2 separate regions of the Hermetia illucens genome follow, and region 2 is linked to region 1. A link is a contact called in public Hi-C data. All regions are on one chromosome and are shown on one strand. Each heading gives the region's core, a stretch centred on a gene start, on an enhancer-like site or on the middle of the called end of the contact. The rest is flanking DNA. Distances are from core to core; before and after follow the strand shown.

Region 1 (3,423 bases), core at 291-2,790:
ATGATGAGCTAATGCATTAATTTTAAAATGCGTAAATCACCTCATAAGTGTTCAACTGCGATATAGGTTCTACGCAATAACTGTTCTTATTTATCTGTCCATGAGTGTACCTACACACGTTTGGTCAATAATGAGTCTCCAATATGTACAAATTTTCCAAGCCAAGTAGGCGCAGACGATGAATATTCCTTGCAGAAACTTCGTGACGTAGAGCACCAACACCCCGAACGCGCGTTTTCTGGTGGATCACATGCAACAGTCCGAGGGCGGACGTTGTAGCATTTGTAACAAAGGGAGCGAGCAACAACTACACAAGAATGTATAATTGGGGAGGTAATACCTAACGGCAATTCAGCGGGGTGAGCGATTAAAGTGGTATAGGGGTGTAATTTAGTATGCAGGTGAGGATATTCGGTCCGCGAATCATATTCGTCAGCGGTTACCGCTGATGCCTTTGGAAAATAGATTGAACTGACAACAACCATCTGTGCACTGTGTTCAGAGCAGCAACTTGCAAATTGTTCCAAACCAGTGTATAACCACAGAAGATGTTGAAGGGCACTCCCAAAATGTCCTATTTGATAACCTGCCATTAATTTTACGATTTCTGAACAATATTCTCCATCATTTCCCTGGAGTCCCCAAAAGCTTAAATGTTCTTTACTACTCATCACTCCACCTAACCTCTCATGCCGCATACCTTACTCAATTTTCGAAAACACAATTCACGTTTCATCTATCTTTAACTGATAACTAAATTCTAGACTTCTTCGGAGATGACTTTGGAACCATCTTAAATGCCGGCACCCTAAGGAACTGATGAATTAAATGAAAACACTGCTCTTACCTTCACAGCCTGATATTTGTCGGATTGACGAAACGCGTAAGCCCAGGTCTGAATCAGTTCCAGCATTTTAGCTCGACAGTTTTCATGGGGGGTTGTCTCAATGAACGAACTAAACATTTCGCAGTTCTCCTTGGTCGCAATTTCGTCGTGGATGGGGGCTCCGCAGTTCTTCACGACGCTCTCGAGAACCAGGAGAGCATAGTATGCCGTATGAGGATTTGGTGACTGCATTTTCTTCTTTATCGCTTGGAACGCCTGCTTCGCCCTGAAAGTAAGCCATTTTTATCAACCCATTTTCTTCCTTCTGGAAACTGAGGACTCACGTAACATCGCTCTGCCGTATTGTGTCGCATATCAGTAGAATGGACGGCCAGTCGGGTTCCAAAAGGAGGTGGCTCGTTGCAACTTCTGCAATGATAGTGAAAAGTGCAAAACATGTATTAGTCATCAGCTGCGTTGCAGTCGGCAAACAAAAGAATAGTTCACAAACAACTACGGAAAATTATTCTTCTTGATGATTTTTCTGTATGAAAATGTCACTCACCTAGGGTTTTCTCAAATGTTGATGAACGAAACATGTTTGGATTGTTATATGTGGAGTTTTCACCGAAAGAATAGAATAATCTGTTTTGCGGAGTTGACAAGTTCAATAGTCTTTGACGTTTTATTATGACATATTCAGAAAGTGCAGTACTAGCCGTGGTGAAATTGATAACAAAGTTGAAAACAATAAATTGAATGGTGCTTTAAGTTGAATTACGCTGGGATTGGTTTGTGTCATCACTACTGTTCGGTAGTTCGTTATTTATCATCGAAGCTGTTGATCAGTTCGAAGTATCAAGGAAGGAATGCAGTTCGTGTTTGAAGAGAATTAAAAATAAAGTGAAATGTTATATAATATGGAAAACATGAGGTCTTATACATTTATTGAGAGGAATCCTGCCAGGTAAATCATTTTCTCGACCGTATTGTGTAAACGAAAGCCTTACTAGAATGGATTCAAGGTTTTTCGAATATTTTCACATAGGGTCACGGTGGATGATTTTTACCCCTAAAGCCACCTTAAATCTTTACGTTTTCCCCAAGGAACTTCTTTGAACTACATCCTATCAAATTTCTCTATACCTATACGTACTTCTATTTAATTTGCATTACATGCAAGTAAACAGACGCTAAATTCTCATCCACCGGGAATGGATCGACAACTGCTCTCGGGGTAATCGAATGACGATGAGATGTTACGTCGATATAATTTTCCTGGCCGCTTTTGAAATTCTAATATTCCAATTTCAAATTTCTTCAGACTTCTGGAACGGAAAGGAGATTTATCCGTGTGACGCCCTGCTCTGCTTTGTCGCACTACATGGCTGGTAAATTGATTTTTATTCGAAAGAAAAATGAAAAGAATAGAGGGAAAATGATAAGTGCGGAGTGTGTCGTGCATGTTTTTTTTTTAAGGTTTTGTGTAAAACAAAACCTTATTAAAATCGATTCAATGTCTGTCTGTCTGTCACACGCACTTTTCTCCAAAACGGCTAAACCGATCCGAATCAAATTTGCTGGACAGATGGAAACTATGAAATCCCACGCATACAGCGAGTGGCATCAATTGAGGTGGACTTTGAAAGGGGCTACCCATACATCCAAAGGGGGGATTCAAAAATTCTTTTCACGGGATACAGTTGTGTATGGTATCAAATGAAAGGTCTTGATTTGTACTTTCCGAAACTGATATTAGTTTTGGCGTTAATTGCAAAGTGCGTGAGTAAGGAGTCAAAATGCGCGCACTTAAAGTGAGACAGGACTCATTTTCGGAAACTACCCAACCTTAAAATCCGAAACAAGTCAGGGTGGTGCGCTTGGATGAAATCTAGGCCTCAAAATATATCCCATTCCGATATCTGCTCAAATAAACTTACTAACAGTATATTACTACTTTTTAGAAATTTACTGGAAAACCCCCCTTAAATTCATCGTTGGACTTCCGATTTTGTACCAGCATAGAGGACAATATTTCCTATATACGTGCTAAATTTTGTGGAAATCTGGCCATTAACGCCAAAGTTATAGCAGTTCAAACTTAGCAATTTCGCGCGAATTTACTGCTTCCTAATCCATGCAAATAAGATCCTGACGTCATAATTAACCATAATAATTGACATTCAAGTGAAATATTAAAATTCCATTCAAGAAGAATCTAATTCTGCCAAGCCCTTTCTAATATTTGATGTTGGTTAAATTCTTGGCATTTGCTAATAATATTAAACTGAGAGTGTGAAGCGTATGAGGTTGACTATTGTCAATACAGGGCTTTCCATCAAATGATTTATTTAAATCGCTTTCTAGAAAATAGAGGGCAACGGAATTTTTAGCTGTGTGACACGGAGCTGTCGCGCACTCGTCGCTCCTCACATCTTTTTCTTTTTCTTCAGCCTTCAGTTCACAAGCGGGGTCGGTGATCGGTTTCGTCATTTTATTTTATTAAATGCCTCATCAGGATGTAATGGCGAGACCTTTAAATCCCCATCCAGTGTATCAAGCCACCATTGTTTTGGCTGGCTTTTTGGTTGCCTACC
Region 2 (3,393 bases), core at 22-2,521, 240 kb after region 1:
GACCGTATGCCAAACTCCTATTTCCAAGAAGTTACAAGCGAATAAGTACCGTATTGAGGATAAAACAGATAAAAAATTTGACGCGGGCAAAAATCTCGTTTACTTATAGTATGAGCTCTATGATACAGAGCCGAATCGTCTTGAAACATTACTTCATCAACGTGTTCATATAGTGCTTCTATCGTCTGAACAACGCAATCTTCGATAACTTTTTTGTACTTTTCTACGCTGTTCTCACCGCGTAGAAACGAAAAACTACCAACTCCTTTCGAGGTTATGCATCCCCACATCATTACTGAGGGAGAATGGTGTGCAGTTCGTACAACACACTGGGGTCAAATCTTTCTCCTTTTCTTCTTCGCACTGGGGATAGACTGTCAGATCACAGCAAATCGAGTTTGGGCTCATCAGACTCAGACTCAACTCAACTCCAATCGTTCACAGTCCAATTACGTGGTTCCAATGTGCAGTTCGCTCTTTTTTTCGAGCATAGCCTTCGTTAAAATCGGCTTTTTTTTTGCTGATCTTCCAGCTCTGTGTCCTAATTCATTGAATCATCGCCGCATCGTTCTCACACTACCCGACGCATTTTCCCCTTCCAGCAATTCAGTACGCAATTGAGGAGCATCTAATCTAATCTAATCTATCTGGCAAGGATGCTCGCTCTAACGACCGCCTGGCCTGGGGAGTAATCACCTGCTTCCTACCAGTCCCTTGTTTTTGTCCCAGACTGCCATCTCTGGCATACTTTTTAATAAAATTTCTAATACTTGGTTCAAAACAATTGGTTTTTCTCCCTATTTCCCTATTAATGTCGCCCCGTTCCCCCAAAGCCAGAATACGGGCCTTTTCCTCAAAACTTAACTTTTTCCTTCCTGACATTTTTTTACACAAAATTAGGAGGTTCACTATCAATTCTTACAAATATCCAAGCAAACCATATCTGAATATGACAATCCTTTTATAACACCAACATTTAACTTTAAATTCCAAAACAGACATCATTAGACGAGACTAAATATTGTCCAGACGTAATTAAAAAGGTGGAATCATAAAAGTGTTGAGTGCAAACATTTTTTTGTCGGGCACTGTATGATATTATCGAGATCCAAAAAACAAATTTTAATGTTTTCCTCGAAAAATAACCTATGACGGGAAGTAGTCGTTACAAACGTCCATTCAACTCGCAATCAATGCTCATTCAATTCTTACCACACAATCAACTCCTGACATGGCACTACCAAATTCTCACCAAGTTGACAGCTTCAAAGTCAAGGAACTGAGACAGTGAGTTAAGTCAAAAGCTGGAAATCAGCGAGTTTTGTCTCAGCCGTCAGAGTTATTAGCGCGAGTTATGGAAGCATTAATTCCGGTCATAAATAAGCTCCAAGATGTTTTCAATACAGTCGGATCCGATTCGATTCAATTGCCACAGATCGCCGTGCTTGGCAGCCAGGTAAATTCGAGAAATTTTCATTCAAAAACTCCACCAGAAACATGGATTTGCCGTTGCTCTTTTCCTCCCTGACGGTTGGTGTTTCTAATTTTGCCGTGCAGAAGGCCAGTCCAATTGGACAAAATCAATTATATAACAAGGTCGACCGGCATTTCAGTCGCCAGAACTATGCGAAATTTTGTTTTTCCTGTGCTTTTGGAGGCGTTTCGTAGGATGATGACACGCAACTCCAGCCAGAATGGCCGTTGCATAAGAATGCAAGAACAGGCGCGGGTATTCAACCCCAACGCGACGTTTGCGACTTCCGTGTTTATCGATCTTTCTCCGGCGTTATTGCGGTGGAATTCCGTTTATTTTTTGTGGTATTTTGTGCGGTTGTTTTCGGCAGCAAAGTGAGCGAATTAGCGGTAAACCCAAAGCGGAATTGTGAATCAGCCTTGCGGCTCCGAATTTAGGTTAGTAAGGTGTTCACGGCGGGGAACGAGTCATGACAGTAGAATGTTGATAGACAGTGCCAGCTTGCTGTCACCGATTTCGAACTAAGCGAGCTATATTGCAATGCATCCCCGCTGCCCCCGTTCACACGAGTCGTAACGCGGACCTTGTCCTCTTCAACATACATATCGTCATCTGTTCGCGGTATGCTGTAAACAACCATTTGGATTTGAGGGTGAAGTGCTTCGTCGAAAGCACACAAAGCGATTTGTAAACAAAAGCATTAACTGTTTCAATAAGTGGTTGCTTTTGTTCATTGAACCTTTGTGATGTAGCAGAATCCATTTACTGCTTTGCTTCCCTGCTCGTTGCTGGAATCGAACATAAAATACGAAAAATATGTCATCATCTCAACCACTTTGCGACCTCGAATTCACGTGCCAAAAAGCCATTGAGGATGTGTGGGCGGCTATTTTCCCCTACAAAAAAAAAAAAAGAAATTCACAGAAGTCGCAAACGATCTCCGCTTCATTGTTTATTTTACTAAGTCACGTCCTGCCTAAGCAGAACAGAGTTGCTTGTTGTGCTGCTAAAAGCAAACAAGGGAAATACGAGTACATAACCACAAAATGTCGATAGCTTTTCTAGGTTTTAATCAACTAAAAGGTTTTCGAAAGAGTCCCGTTTCATAGTAGAGCCCAATCTAAGTAAATTAGTTCTAAATTTAAATCTGTGACATCGATTAGCTTTTTCTTTTCAAATATTTGACGGGATTTTCAAAAGTATACCATTTAAAATATTGCGCGACAGTCTTCACCTTCCACATTCCCCATGAAGAGATCCCATGGCTCAAATGAAGACGAATTTATCAATTATATAGTTGATAGTGATCGATATATGAGCCATAATGCCTGGGTCACCCCTAAGCGCCGACGTTGTCGTTTTATCAAAATATATTTGAGCTACCCCAGAAGTTCTGAAAATGCCTGCAGTCCTCCACGGTTTTAGGTCACATGTCTTACTTTTATACATGGATAAAATTCGATTTTGAAAAGTGCGCACGCTTCTTCCCGGCATGTTTACCACTTTCGCCAATTTTAGAGAGAATTTCGATGATATCGGCTGGACTGTCTTACTCAAGACAAAAAAGACAAATTTCTACATCGACCAAGAATTCCAGCGATATAAACAGGACATTCTAGGCCAAAGAGAACAAAGAAGATCTGGAAAGTACTCCTCTCCCTTTTTGCTGCACTGTGTTTTTATTCTTTAGAAAGCCAAGTGGTAGCAGATTTCGGATTGCTGTTGTCGACCACCCCAAGATGCGCTCTCTTAATCTGGGAGCCTGCTTTGTCAGGATTTTGTTTGCCGGATTCCAATCCAGGTTGAAAACAGTAACAAATATGCAGTACTAGGTACCAACGGAGTATTCCGATAAAGTGAGAAGTCCTGTGTCCGTAAATACCATTGATACCCTTTTCCAATGGTACTGGTTTATACTG

The links. Hi-C and Micro-C count contacts between places; a contact is called where the count stands out from the background.
Region 2: a contact with region 1 is called in a Hi-C map of whole body, with 6 times the contacts expected there. The contact joins the promoter of LOC119653031 here to the promoter of LOC119656512 in region 1. A contact is called at or near these places in 2 of 2 Hi-C or Micro-C datasets (an unstated tissue and whole body).

Annotation. Positions count from the first base shown.
Region 1 is chr1:143,029,271-143,032,693 of iHerIll2.2.curated.20191125, forward strand. It overlaps LOC119656512 (hepatocyte growth factor-regulated tyrosine kinase substrate), which reads right to left and starts at 1,541. Exons shown (of 10, transcript XM_038062852.1): 1 at 1,392-1,541; 2 at 1,171-1,255; 3 at 848-1,112. The coding sequence starts at 1,425.
Region 2 is chr1:143,265,882-143,269,274 of iHerIll2.2.curated.20191125, forward strand. It overlaps LOC119653031 (dynamin-1-like protein), which reads left to right and starts at 1,272. Exons shown (of 8, transcript XM_038057499.1): 1 at 1,272-1,456. The coding sequence starts at 1,355.